Regions from separate parts of the Mus musculus genome. Here region 1 is linked to region 2. A link is a contact called in public promoter capture Hi-C data. All regions are on one chromosome and are shown on one strand. The core of a region is the stretch at or near the end of the contact, and the rest is flanking DNA. Distances in the headings are between cores, read along the strand shown.

Evidence for each region. Promoter capture Hi-C pulls out the DNA fragments that hold promoters and counts their contacts.
Region 1: a promoter capture Hi-C map of trophoblast stem cells shows a contact between it and region 2, with 4 times the contacts expected there. The contact joins the enhancer-like site here to the promoter of Tspan1 in region 2. A contact is called at or near these places in 26 of 39 promoter capture datasets (the 3T3-L1 cell line, the C10 cell line, the HPC-7 cell line and 15 more), 13 of 484 Hi-C or Micro-C datasets (the C2C12 cell line, the G1E-ER4 cell line, bone marrow-derived DN2 thymocytes and 3 more), 8 of 115 datasets of contacts at active chromatin or transcription factors (bone marrow-derived macrophages, cardiomyocytes, embryonic basal ganglia and 3 more) and 5 of 9 other capture datasets (adipose tissue, embryonic stem cells, liver and 2 more).

The regions. Positions count from the first base shown.
Region 1 is chr4:116,418,266-116,425,739 of GRCm38.p6, reverse strand. All of the region lies in intron 3 of Mast2 (microtubule associated serine/threonine kinase 2), which reads left to right. Among named protein-coding and RNA genes, the nearest start is that of Mast2, 42 kb to the left of the region's middle. Within about 2 kb of position 3,394, at least 33 of the 459 cell types and tissues checked have an H3K27ac peak or open chromatin away from gene starts, as enhancers often do. A contact at or near this core is called in macrophages and trophoblast stem cells, where this site is marked.
Region 2 is chr4:116,163,075-116,169,923 of GRCm38.p6, reverse strand. It overlaps Tspan1 (tetraspanin 1), which reads left to right and starts at 2,326. Exons shown (of 8, transcript NM_133681.4): 1 at 2,326-2,458; 2 at 2,852-2,916; 3 at 5,399-5,605; 4 at 5,783-5,857; 5 at 5,964-6,062; 6 at 6,144-6,296; 7 at 6,534-6,617. The coding sequence starts at 2,860.

The DNA of each region.
Region 1 (7,474 bases), core at 2,145-4,644, 250 kb before region 2:
ATTTGCCTTCTTGGCACAATTGCTGGGCACAACTATCTCCTGCCTAGAAAACACACCCTTATCATTACTTTTAGCTCTGCTCTTCCCACCTGCCCTGATGTTAGCTGGGCAGTAGAATCTACTCCCTACTAAACATCTCTGACTATAGGAGTGGCCACAGCCATACTGCTCTTCTGGAGACCTCACATGGCTGCCTGGTTCTTACCTCTCCAAAACATGATGGACTGTCTTCTCCCTTGCATCTCCTTTTCCTTCAGGGTCTTGGAAGTCCTGCTTATTTCTTCCACCCAGTAATTGGCCCGTGGCTTTCTTTACTGACAGATCAAGAACCAATTGGGGAACAGGACCTCAGCATCAGAGCTGCTCTTACATGCCTGTAAGCCAAGCCTCCATGTTTTCAGCTATTCAGGAGCATTAGAAATCTCTGTTTTTTTTTATATTTTTATTAGGTATTTTCCTCATTTACATTTCCAATGCTATCCCAAAAGTCCCCCATACCCTCACCCCCACTCCCCTACCCACCCACTCCCCCTTTTTGGCCCTGGTGTTCCCCTGTACTAGGGCATATAAAGTTTGCAAGTCCAATGGGCCTCTTTCCAGTGATGTCTGACTAGGCCATCTTTTGATACATATGGGTTCTTTTTGTTTTGTTTTAAAATTTTTAAGTTATTTACTTACATTTCACTCATTGCCCCCCTCCCAGTCACCTATATCATACTTTATTGCATGGGGTGATTGAAGAGTGGACATTGTTGTAGAAATATGTTGTCTTCCTCGGAACTGTGACAGATTGGTTCCGAGGGTCTCAATCACGACATGACAGGAACGCTACACTCATGCATTCTAAACAACATGGTTACCTTGAGACTAGAGAGATGGTTCAGCTAAGAGCCCACTCTTCCAGTGGTCCTGGGTTCAATAACTCACACAGATGGAAGCTCACAACCATCTATAACTCATAGCCATGTAGAGCTCTCTTCTGTCCTCCAAGAACACATATGCGTGTGGTATACAGATATACATGCAGGCAAAACACCATATACATATGGTAATTAAAAAAATCAACATGGTTGCCTAAATAAACCTACACAGTAACAATATCATCAATAAAAAAAGGAATCTATTGTTATATGCAACAACTTGAAAAATTCTCAAAAAATATCCTGAATAAAAGAAGGCAGGTGAAAATAGTATATAGAATATAAGTCCATTTATTTAAAAACCAATAGAAATGCAAATTAATATATGTAAGTATCAGAGGTGTGGTGGTTCCAATGTGCTTGGGCCAGGGAATGGCACTATTAGATGTGGCCTTGTTGGGGATGTGTGTGTCCTTGGAGAAAGTGTGTCATTGTGGGGGTAGGCAACGAGACCCTCCTCCTAGCCACATGGGAGCCAATCTTCTCCTAGTGGCCTTCAGAAGACGTGAGACTCTCAGACCCTCCTGTACCATGGCTGCCTAGACAATGCCATGCTCCCACCTTGATGATAATGGACTGAACCTCTGAACCTATAAACTAGCCCCCAATGAAATGTTGTCCTTATAAGAGCTGCCTTGGTCATGGTGTCTGTCCACATCAGTAAAACCTTAACTAAGACAAGAGGTTATCTAGATATAAAGGTAGAAGAGAGGAGGAGGGAAGAATTACGTATAGGCACAAAAAATTGTAGTGGTATAGACATATTTTATTAAATTGCACGTTTTAATGTTTCGTGAGTCTTAAGTGTAGAGGTTGTGTTGTAGTTGTACCAAGTAGAGTGAATTCCCATTCTAACTTATTCTTTGTATTCGACCAGTTGTAGGTCTCTGTAGTAGCATGTCTATTGTCTATTACAAAAGTAAGCTTCCTTTATGAGGATGAGAGACACACTTATTTGTGTATTTAGATGAGTTTTTAGACTATTGTTACAAATTCTGTTGGTTTAGGAAATGGTAGTAGTAGGTTCTTTTAAAGAGCCTGTAACCTCTCCAGCCAACATGCAGTAGTATAGTACCAAGCGTGAATTACCTCGTAATTGAAAGGATCCTACGTCTATTCATTATCCCCAAGATAACAGTACCACATTTGTACCATTGGTAATACCATACTGAGGTGGTCATTATGGTTCAGAGACTTGGACTGATTATCTTTCTCCCTTGATAGCTCGCCTAGAACTCCAAATACTATATGATAGCTAGTCCTCAGGATTGAGGTTGCTACTTTAGTTCCAATCTGATTCTTCCATGTCCTGTGGCCAATGTTTGTGGTGTCTTCAGCAGTAGGAGCTTACTTGCAAGTTCTGGGAAGCAACCAAGGGTAGAGATAGTAGCCTATAGTATTTTGGGGTCTCTTGGACTATTATGACCAACAATTCTTTGTTTGTTTGTTTGTTTGTTTTTTTGAGACAGGGTTTCTCTGTGTAGCCCTGGCTGTCCTAGAACTCACTCTGTAGACCAGGCTGGCCTGGAACTCAGAAATCTGCCTGACTCTGCCTCCCAGGTGCTGGGATTAAAGGTGTGCACCACCATCGCCCGGCTCTATGGCCAACAATTCTAAGGGAAGTTTTTCATGCCTGGCATTGGGTTTTTTGTTAGTTTATGGCTTTTGGGTTGGGGTGGGGCATATTATTACCCTGTCTGGTGTAAACTCATTTAAACACATTATTTTCTCTCTTAACTCCACCCCTTTTTGTGTGGGAGTGTACATACATATTTTTTTTTGTTTGTTTTTTTGTTTTTTTCAAGACAGGGTTTCTCTGGGCTGGAGAGATGGCTCAGCAGTTAAGAGCACTGACTGCTCTTCCAAAGGTCCTGAGTTCAACTCCCATCAACCACATAGTGGCTCACAGCCATCTGTAATGGGATCTGGTGCCCTCTTCTGGAGTGTCTGAAGACAGCTACAGTGTACTTAGATATAGTAAATGAACAAATAAATCTTAAAAAAAAAGAACCTATGTGTTGTTTAAAAAAAAAAAAAAAAAAAAAAGACAGGGTTTCTCTGTGTAGCCCTGGCTGTCCTGGAACTTACTCTGTAGACCAGGCTGGTCTCAAACTCAGAAATCTGTCTGCCTCTGCCTCCCAAGTGCTGGGATTAAAGGCGTGTGCCACCACAACCAGCTTTTTTTTTTTTTTTTTTAAATGCAAAAGCAAGAGGTTTATTTTCCAGTGTGTTGGGGTTGACCTTCAATTAGTCTCTCAAGGTGAGTTACTAAGAAGGTGACCCTGAATGGCTATTACAAGCAGTTTTTATACTTTTTAGGGGTACAGGTTATATCAGCAAGGTTATAATTCAAACTTATTGGCTAAGCATATTACCCTTTACATTAACAAGCATGACACACATTTGAACTCTACCAGGGACTTTCCAGAGGGTCATGTGACTGTCAGTCAGAACATTCTGAGAAATTTTTACTGAAGAATGATCCTGTGGGTGGAGAATGGAACTTGGCCTAGCCTTGACTCCAGGCAGGAGTGGGAAGCTGTAAGGAGGGTGTGGGGCTGGAAAAGCCCCGAGGGTCCCTCATTTCCCCCCCTTTCCTTGTACTAGCTCCAATTTTGGAGCTATGTATGCTCAGGGGTCTGGGGTAACTAACACATACTTTTCAGGTCCTGCCCTCAGGGTCTCATATTGTTGGTGCAGGACCATCAGCTATATTGCTCCTAGTCTCTCTTTGATGAAGGCTCTAAGCTTGTTCAATATGCAGGGTCTCAAGGTCAACAACTGCAGGAGAACAATTAGGGGTCCTAACACGGTGGATATGAGAGTGGTTAACCCAGGAGAGGAGTTAAACGAATTAAACCAAGACTCGGAATAACCCTGACTGTTCTTTCTCTCTTCTGCTTGTCTAGCTCTTCCCTCACCTTGGCCATTGAATCTTTAACTACCCCTGGAATGGTCTTCAGTATGTGCTTCCTGATGTTTTACACCCCTGGTAGCACAGAAAAAGTGGTTGGCCCCCAACACTGATGGGCCAGCTGCTGGCTTTTTCCATTTTTGGGGGACACATACATGGGAGTTTCTCTCAGGACACTCTTCAGCACCCTAAGCCACACCCTCTAAGGCTGCTTCTGGGACACGGTTTATATTCATAAGTCCCTCGTCCTCCATATTTGGGAAATCCCTCCTATGTGTCTCCCGGGCAGGGACACCCCAGTAGTCAAGGCCCATCAATAAATCACAGATATCAAAGGCAAGGTCTGGCCACCAGATACAATGTAGGTGTTCCTCTGTAGTGGACCAAGCCACATCCCCAGTGACTGAGAGCACCTGCCAAGTCACCCTAGTAGGGTTGTGGGGGCTGCCAAGGCTCAGCGTTGGAAGATAAACCATAGCCATCTCATTGTTTCGCTGGCCTTGCAGAAGGGGTTGCTTGGGTGTCTGGCTGCTGTCCAGTTGGCATCAGGCACAGGTGCTGGTCTGACATGAACCCAGGCAGTTACTCCATCCACTTTATCAGAAGTCGAGGTGGTCAACAACACCAGGAATGGCCCTCTCCACTTTGCTTCCAAGATTTCAGCACAATGACTTTTAACATATACCCAGTCTCCAACTTGGTACTTGTGTGGAATGTCTGGGGTACCTGTGTTATATATAGGGCACTAAGTTTAGGCCATAATTCCTGGTGGCTGATCTGGAAAGTTTACAGTCGAGCCATAAAACCCCTGTCAGCCTGAAAAGTCACTCTGGGGGTTGTCAAGAGCCAGGATCAAGGCAGTGGGGATCCCCTACAGGATGTCAAAAGGGGTCAGGTTAAAATGGTAGGGGGTGTTCTGGGCTTAGAACAGGGCCAGGGGAAGGAGCACCACCCAGTCAGTGTCAGTCTCCAAGGACAATTTAGTTAAGGTCTCTTTTAGAGTTCTGTTCATTCTCTCTACCTGCCTTGATTTCTGGGGACAGTGCGCACAATAGAGGTTCCAATTAGTCCTCAATATCTCTGCCAATCCCTGACTTACTTAGAGACAGAAGCAGGACTATTGTCTGATCCAATTACCTAGGGCACACTGAACCTCCGGAAGATATCCTCTAATATCATCTTAGCTACCACTGTAGCTATTTCCTGCTTGGTGGGGAAAGCCTCAACCCATCCAGAGAAAATATCTACAAACACTAGAAGGTATGTGTAACCATATTTTCCTGGCTTAACTTCTGTAAAATCAACCTCCCAATATACTTCAGGCCATTCTCCCCTAGGTATCTTTGCTCTGTTTTCTCTTGGCATCATAAGCATTCACTTAATGGCATACCTTACATGGTTCTCCTATATTTCTGGCCCAAAACCTGAGGTCCATTATATATACTTTAGAGCCCTTAGCTGCTTGGACAAACTTTTATCCCCTAAATGGGTCCATCTATGCATTTGGTCAAGTAAGTCCTCAGCTTGTTTTCTGGGAAGTATAGTTTTTCCTTCTTGTGTGTGCCACTGCCCTTCCTTCTCTAGGAAGTAGTTGGTAGGGTGGCTAGCAATCTGAGTCCTTCTTCTTCCATATATTTTAAGTGAGGCCATTCTTTAATGTAGTTCCATTCCCCATCGGTTGTTTCTTTCAGGTCTGTAACTGGGATAGGCTCCTGCTTAGCTACTTCTTGAGCCACTTGATCTGCTTGGTTATTGCCCTGGTCCACTGAGTCACTGTTTGATGTCCTGGGCAGTGAATAATACTCACAGTTGACGGCTTTATCTGGGCATCCAAGAGATCCAAGATTTCCTGCTTGTTTTTTCTTTCTTTTCCTTCTGATATGAGCTGTCCTCTTTCTTGGTATAAAGCTCTGTGGCCATGGGCTATGTGGCAAAGGCATACCTGCTCTCCGTGTAGATGTTAATTTTCTTACTGCCCCCAAGTTCCAAGGCTTTGTTGAGGGCAATTAGCTCTGCTTTCTGTGCCAACTTGCTGGGCAGATAGAGATTCTGCTCAGATGACATTAGTGCCGTCCACCATGACAGCACCCGTTTGTCTCTCACCAGCATGGAGAAAACTGCTGTTGTGGCTCACGGCAGGGGTCAGTCAGAGAGGTCTTTCTTCCATGCATGGGCTCTCCTTTTGGGCCAGTTAGTTTCGGTCCTTCAGGCTGGAAGTGTATCTGGGCCCCCATCTTAAAGAGTAAGTCTCTCTTCAACAGAGGGTAGGGACAGTCTGGGATGACAGTAAATGAATGGGATACCTGGCCCATTCTTAGGTCCACTGTTCTTCGGGCAGTCCATGAATACATTTTGGTGCCAGTGTTTCCTTGGACCCAAGATTTTTTTTTTGGAAACAGGACCATCGGCTTGGAGAAGGACCAAGTGTTGAGCCCCTGTGTCCACCAAGAGTTGAGTGGGTTTCCCCTCCACTCTCAGAGTTACCCCGGGTTCGTGGAGGGGGTCTGAACCCTGTACTCCCTAGTCACTGTCTTCCCTGGGGGCTAACACCTTCACTGTTTGGGGATTTCCCGCCCTGGCTTCTGTTTGTTAGGGCACTCCCAGGCTCAGTGGCTCCTCTCCTTGCAGTATGCACACCAGTTCTTTTCAAGAGGTTTTCTGTCTCTCTTTGGTTGGAGTCTCTTTTCTCTGCTTTCCATAACTACTGTAGCCAAGATTCTCTGTAAATTCCTTCCTTGTCACTTTTCTTTCTTTTTTTCACCTTCCTTTCATTTTCTTTCTTTCTCTGTTCCATTTCCTCCTCTGTCTCCCTGTCATGGTAGACTTTCTCAGCAACCTGCACTAAACCCCTCAATGACTTATCCTGTCGTCCTGCAGTCCCTCTAGTCTCTGAAGCTTTTCCCTGATGTCTCTCCTAGCCTGGTCTATAAAAGCCATTGTCACAGTAGCTTTGTGCTCCTTGATGCTGGGGTCATAGGGTGTATACTGATGGATGTCTCCATGAGTCACTCTAGAAAGGCAGCAGGAGACTCATCTGATTGTCTAACCTTACACACCTTGGTCAAATTTGTGAGTCATTGTGCAGCCCCCTTGAGCCCTGCCAATGGAGCCTGGCAGTAGACCTTCACGTGCCCCTTACCTTCTGCCGTATTAAAGTCCCAGTCAGGTCTAGTCAGGAGAAAACTGCTGTAGAGGACAGCCTGTTCAGTCAATGGTGCCCCAATGTTTGGGGGGGGGCATTCTTTCTGGCTTCCTGAATTATCCTCTCTCACTCTTCCGTCATAAAGAACACTCTCATGACTTGTTGAATATCATCCCAGGTGGGCTGATGAGTAAATAAAATAGTCTCAAAGAGATTAATCGGACCCTTGGGTTTATCTGAAAAAGGAGGGGAGGTAGTGGCCACCGCGGTATCAGTGGAGGTGGCTCTCAGACTTCGCTTCTCCCTCTGGTAAAGGGGGATACAATGGCCCTGGTCCCATTTGGGCTGAGGATCCCAGAGCTGGTGCTGGCGTTGGGGCGGGGGCAGGGCAATGAAGCCAAAGGTAGGGGGATATGGAGGAGGAGGGTCTTGGAGCAACAGGTCCACTGTTGAAGGGTCTTGGAGGATTGTCTTCTTCTCAGGTCTGGATCCTTCTCC
Region 2 (6,849 bases), core at 1,077-3,576:
TAACTGTATTTCTAGGAGATCTCTTTTCTTCTAGCCTCTGGACAGGGTGCACAGAACAGACACACATGCACACAAAACATTCATACATGTTAAATACAATTTAAATTTAAAAATAAATAAAATGGGGCTGGAGAGATGGCTCAGCGGTTAAGAGCACTGACTGCTCTTCTGAAGGTCCTGAGTTCAAATCCCAGCAACCACATGGTGGCTCACAACCATCCGTAATGAGATCTGGCGCCTTCTTCTGGAGTGTCTGAAGACAGCTACAGTGTACTTAAAGCATATAATAAATAAATAAATCTTTAAAATAAATAAGTAAATAAATGAATAAATAAATAAAAAAATGGCCAGGCACAGTGACACACATGGGATTAAAGAATCCCAGCATTTGGGAGTCAGAGGCAGGCGATCTCTGTAGGTTTGAGCCAGCCTGTCGTACATAGCACCACGACAGCCAGAGGTACATAGTGAGACCCTGTCTTGAAAGAACAAAAATAAAAACAAATAAATAAACAAATAAAAATCCCCAGGGCCCACACAGCTAAGAAATGACAGAACCAGAATTTGGGGAGCAAGGACTTGTGAAGAACCTCTCAACCAGGAAGCTTGGAGTAGGAAAACAAAGAGGGAGCCCCAGAAAAGAAGGGTTACAGAACCTTGGGGTGATAGTGTCTCCTTTGTAGGCCCATAGTGCCACCTGCTGGCAGAATGACCAGGGCCATACTCTGGATTCCAGAATATGGAGAGGGGGAAAAGAAGAGTGGGGGGGGGGCGGGGGGGGGGGCTGGAGAAATGACATAGTGGTTGAGGCTGCAAAGGACCTTGGTTTGATTTCCAGCACCCACATGGTGGCTCACTGCCTCCTTAACTTTCAGTTCCAGGACTCCAGGGGATCTGATGGGCTGCTCTGAACTCCGTAAGAACCAGGCTCACACATCAGAGATATGCAGGCAAAAGGATGTAAAGAAGGAGGAGGAGGAGGAAGAGGAGGAAAAGGAGGAGGAGGAGGAGGAGGAAGAGGATGATGACGGTGACCTTGAAGTCTTGTGGGTTTTGTGAAAGGAAGAGGAAAAACAACCATTTCCTGTTCTGTGGTGAGAACAGAGGACCATGATCATATCCTTGAAAGTGTGTGTGTGTGTGTGTGTGTGTGCACCCATGTGCAAGTGTATGTGTGTGCATATGTATGAGCGTGCATATGTATGAGCATGTGTGTGTGTTCTCATAAGTGTATGCACATGAATGTACATTTGTTTGTGTGTGCATATGTGTGTGTGTGCGTGCACGCACGTGCTCACGAGTGTGTGCATATACTTATGTGTGTGTGAACACGCAAGAGACAGTGTGAGACATGTTCATTTACATTCAAGAGTACCACTCTGCTGGGCAGTGGTGGTGCATCCCTTTAATCCCAGCACTTGGGAGGCAGAGGCAGGCAGATTTTTGAGTTTGAGGTCAGCCTGGTCTACAGAGTGAGTTCCAGGACAACCAGGTCTACACAGAGAAACCCTGCCCTGTCTTGAAAAACCAAAAGAAAAAAGGAAAAAAAAAAAGAGTATCACTCTATGTTATATACGTGACTGAGTTTTTTTTTTTAAAGATTTATTTATTATTATATGTAAGTACACTGTAGCTGTCTTCAGACACACCAGAAGAGGGAGTCAGATCTTGTTACGGATGGTTGTGAGCCACCATGTGGTTGCTGGGATTTGAACTCTGGACTTTCGGAAGAGCAGTCGGGTGCTCTTACCCACTGAGCCATCTCACCAGCCCTTTTTTTTTTTAAGATTTATTTATTATTTATTATATGTAAGTACACTGTAGCTGTCTTCTGACACTCTAGAAGAGGGAGTCAGATCTCATTATGGATGGTTGTGAGCCACCATGTGGTTGCCGGAATTTGAACTCAGGACCTTCGGAAGAGCAGTCGGGTGCTCTTACCTGTTGAGCCATCTCACCAGCCCCCCGTGACTGAGTTTTGTGTGTAAACATATGGGTGGCAGCTCGAGCAGATGTGGGTGCCAGTAAACACACAGTTTCAAGGTAAGAATCATATCACACTATTGTGAGCGAGGCACCCAAAAGTTCTAGAAAGCTACTTGTCCAGCTCCTGACACTGCTGCCCCATACACCCCTTTTCAGGAGAGGCAGAGTCTATGGTGACATTTCCAGGTAGAGATTTAATTATTGCTTTCAGTGTTGGGAACTTATCTCCAGGCAGTAGGGGGCAGCAGGGGCAAAGAAGGCTAATCAGCCTTGGGTGGGGCCAGCGGGCGGGCCTGCGGCCAGGAGGTTTTAAAACACCTGCCCCACCTGTAGGTGAGTAGTGTTTTGCGAGGACTAGCCGCTCCTTCAGCGTTCTGCCAGCACACTGAGTGGCAGTTTCCTGGAGCTGTTCTGTTCCTTCTGGAGTGCAACAGATCCCGTTCAGAACCTATTGCCAAGAGCCCTGAAGCAGGTGATGGCATAGACCAGGGATTAATCTATGAATAGGTACCAGTCTAAAAACAGGTTTGGGGTGCTAGAAAAAGCCATTGGTGGGTACTGAAGAATCTGAGATTGGTTTAGAAAGAGGATTAGGAAAGACAGGTGTCAGGCAAGGGTGTTGAGTGGTCTGGAGTGTGAGATCAGGCTTGTAATACCTGCATGGGGATCTGGGGATATTAAGATCTGAGAACTAGTACAGGTGGGCATACGTGTCAACAAAAGGACTGGAAAAAGTTCTGAGATATTAGAGTCCAGATGCAGGGGAAATTTGGTGAGAAATAACAAGATGTTGGACTCAAAAAAACACAGCCAGCCCAGGGCAAGTGGGAGGTAAGGCCCTAATTTGTGCATGTCTGTTTCCCAGGACACACCATGCAGTGCTTCAAATTCATTAAGGTCATGATGTTCCTCTTCAATCTACTCATCTTTGTAAGTATGGTGGTTGTGGGTTTCCTGGGGTTCCTTACAAAAGCAGGTCACAGTCTGAACAGAGGCCAGGCTGGAGAATGGGAAACTAGGTACCCAGACTCTGCCCTGTAAATTTTCCTATATGAGAAGGAAGCAGAGGGTCTTCCCAAATGCTGATTCCTGATTCCACTAACAACCTGACTGCCACACAGAGGTTTGGGTGAAGATGCGGAAGGCTAGGGATGGAGAAGCTTGAGTCTCTCACCTCCCTTCTAGGAAGGATCATTCTGGGGCAGGGCTGGCTAGCAGGAATGATTGTCCCCCCTCCCCCATTTTAAAATAGGCATTCACGGTTCAGAGAGGAAAGGGGCTCTGCTTAAGTTTATAGTGTAAAAGGCAATTCAGTGACCACCGTGCGTTGAAAAAGCTGAGAGTCTTATCCATGCCTCTTAGTTGACTCAATAAGTACTCATTGACTGGGCTGGCATTTAAGGGTCTGAGATTGTTGTTCAGTGGTAGAGCATTTGCTTAGCATGCACGAGTCCACAAACAAAAAGGAAAATATTCATTGACTAAGACTCAGTGCTATGTGCTAGGGTAGAGCCAGGCCATTCACTGCCCTTGAGAATCTCAGGTTCAGTAAATCAGATAGGCTGATCATTGTCAAAGAGGCTGATAATTGCTATATATACTGACAATTGCAAAGTGGTACTTTTAGATTTACCGGCAAGGCTAAGTAAGGGAGGCCCTGAAGGGGTTTGAATACAGCCTAGTTGGAAAGTGCTTCCTGGAGGAAGTAGTTGAGGTTGGACATTTGCATTGGGTGGGGGAGCCCTAAAGGGCGTAGGAAGGCCCAGAGGTAATGAAATTTGATATTGTTTAGAAAACCTGGAACAGATTATATAGGGCTTGTTTGAGAAGCTAAGCCAAGAGGCCCAAACCCTGGAGATAGTGACAGAGATAAGAAAGGGACACAGTAAACAAAGGTGGCAGAGGAGCGGTAAAACAAAGACGTCTTAGAAATGGTTTGAGCAATGTAGGGGGAAAGAAGGGGTCATCCGCTACACTCATGTGTACCCAACGGAGGTGCATGGGCATATGAAAGTCTGGTGCCTGTGAGCAGCCAGTGAGGTCATAGGGGTGGGAGAGGACTCTGGCAACAGTAAGGGAAAGTCTGCCTTCCACCCCTGCTGTAGCCTTGCGAATATTATAGAACCCCTGGTCTCAAAGAAAGTCAGTTCTTGGAAACTGGAAGTAGAGATGAACAGAAAAATAGCCACAGTGATGGAGGCAAAGGACAGTAGGAAGGAAAGGCGGAAAAGGGGTGTTTAAAAACAGTGGTCAGGGGCCCATGTCACCAGAGAATAATGAGTGGGAGGGGAGAGAATAAAGACATGGCGTGTGTACCAGTTTAGAGAAACTGGGCAAAGGGTAAGTAGTCTCTTTGACTCCAATGTGGTCTGTACCTTGGGCTTTGGCTGCCAAGAACTAGGTTTCATTCAGATAACTGAAGGAAATGCTAGGATTTCAGTAATTGGGAGAGCCAGGGCTCTGGCCTGATAGGGTTAAATCCAGTTTGGTTTCTGTCCTCTGTTGCCTAGGTCTTGCCAGACTGGGCAGAACAAGGTAGGAAAGCCAGGCTCCTTGAAATTTGACCCTGAAGGCTAGCAGCCTGGCTCTTTTGTCATTAAGCAAACATCCTGGGATAGAGCCACAATATATATATATATCTTTATATGCCCATGCCAGACTGGTTTCTTTAGTTCAGTGGGAGCTGGGCCCAAGCCAGTGTCAGGCTGATTCATCTCCCAAAGACCTTGGGTCAGCAAAGGTTTGCTAGGAGCTGTGGTACCCAGGCCTTCATCAGAACCCCCTCAAAGCTTCCAGACTACCTCTGAAACCTTAGGTTGAGCCCATGTCTTGACTAGAAGCTGTAGTTGTGTTCTGTTTCTGTGTCAGTCAGCGGTCTGGGTGAAAAAGGAGTCTGACAGTTGATTCTACCCTAAAGGGGGACCAAATAGGGCCTCTGGGTGAATGAACCTCTCAACCTCAGCCCTGTTTCAAGGTCGCAAGCAGGTGTAAGCCTCACCCAGCTGTTGCTATGGTGACTATTGAGCCTGCTCAACACTACCACTGACTGCTTCCATGTAAAGGAGAAACAACCATTCTAGGCACTCACAGCCAAGAATGAGAGAGATTGGACCCATTTTCATTCCTACCTGTGTGGCAGGGCCCTGAGAACACTAAAAGGCAAGTCTTGTGTCTCCTCCCAGTCTGTGGATGTTTCTAGAAGCCCTGACCTCATGCTTATGGCCCCAGGTGAGCAAACTGGTGAATTCGTCATAAGTGTCCCAGCTTCATCTTTCTGGCACCTGTTAATTTTTCCCTCCACACCCAGCAGGTTGTTAGGTTCCAAAGTCAAGGAGAGGTCAAGTTTCCTTATTTGATGGTGTAAAGGGAACCATTGACTAGCAATGTTTCAAAGCTTGACTTCTGTCCTCAGCTCTGTGGTGCAGCCCTGTTGGCTGTGGGAATCTGGGTGTCCGTCGATGGGACATCTTTCCTGAAGGTCTTCGGATCACTATCATCCAGTGCCATGCAGTTTGTCAACGTGGGCTACTTCCTCATCGCCGCTGGTGCTGTGCTCTTCATTCTTGGTTTCCTGGGCTGCTATGGTGCTCACTCTGAGAACAAGTGTGTGCTCATGATGGTGTGTTGGATTCAGCTCCCCAGGCCCACAACCAAGGGTTTCCCCTTCATCCCTGACACCAGCCTCTGGGATCCCAAAACTCTCCTCGGGATTGTGGGAGCCTCACTGTGGGGAACCCCTGTGTGTAGGGCAAGGAAGGTGTGTTGCCCTAAAACATGTTTTATTGTTTCCACTCAGTTCTTTTCCATCCTCCTCATCATCTTCATCGCTGAGATTGCAGGTGCTGTGGTTGCTTTGGTGTACACCACATTGGTGAGGCACTGGGATGGGGCAAAGGGAGAAAAACTGGAGAGTTGGTGGTGGGCTGTGAATGGCTACTTTCCCTATCTGTCTCTTAATATCGGCCTGACCCATCCAGGCTGAACAATTCCTGACACTCCTGGTGGTGCCTGCTATCGAAAAAGACTATGGTTACCAGACTGATTTCACCCAAGTATGGAACACTACAATGGAAGAGGTAAGGTGGGCTGGGAGGATCTGGGAGCAGACAGGGAGAAAAGCCAGGAACAATCAATCACCCATCCCATTTTGTCTGCAGTTGCATTGCTGTGGCTTTAACAACTACACAGATTTTAATGCCTCACGTTTCGTCAAAGAGAATAAAGTCTTCCCCCCACCCTGTTGTGCCAACCCTGGCAACCATACAGTTGAACCATGCACCGAGGAGAAGGCCAAAAGTATGAAAGTACAGGTATGTGCTGGCATGGAATTGTCTTGTTTGAGACAGGGTTTGTCTGTGTAGCTCTGGCTGTCCTGGAACTTGTTATGTAGACCAAGCTGGGCTTGAACTAACAGAGATCTGCCTGCCTCTGCCTCCTGTGTGCTACCACTACCCAGCACCAGTTTGATTGCTTTAATGGCTTTACAGTAAGTAGTAAGTGTGCTGGAGGTAGGGCATTGCCAGCTATAAATACTTTCTTTCTCCAAGGGTTGTTTCAAAGAGATTCTGCATAGAATCAGAGCCAATGCAGTCACTGTGGGTGGTGTGGCAGTTGGAGTTGCGGCCCTAGAGGTAAGTCAGTATGAAGACTGGAACTGGGGTGTCTATCAGTTTCCACCAGACCTGTACAGATTAGCTCATCTCTGAGGCTTCTCTAGAGGAAAAAGAACTCTATAGTGTTTTCATTTCTGGAGCTGAGGACTCAACTCAGGGGCCTATGGGTACCACGCATGTCTATCATTGAGAAAACAGTGCTTTGTGTAGGCTGCTCAGGGCAGACAAGAAATCAGTCCTTGAGGATCTC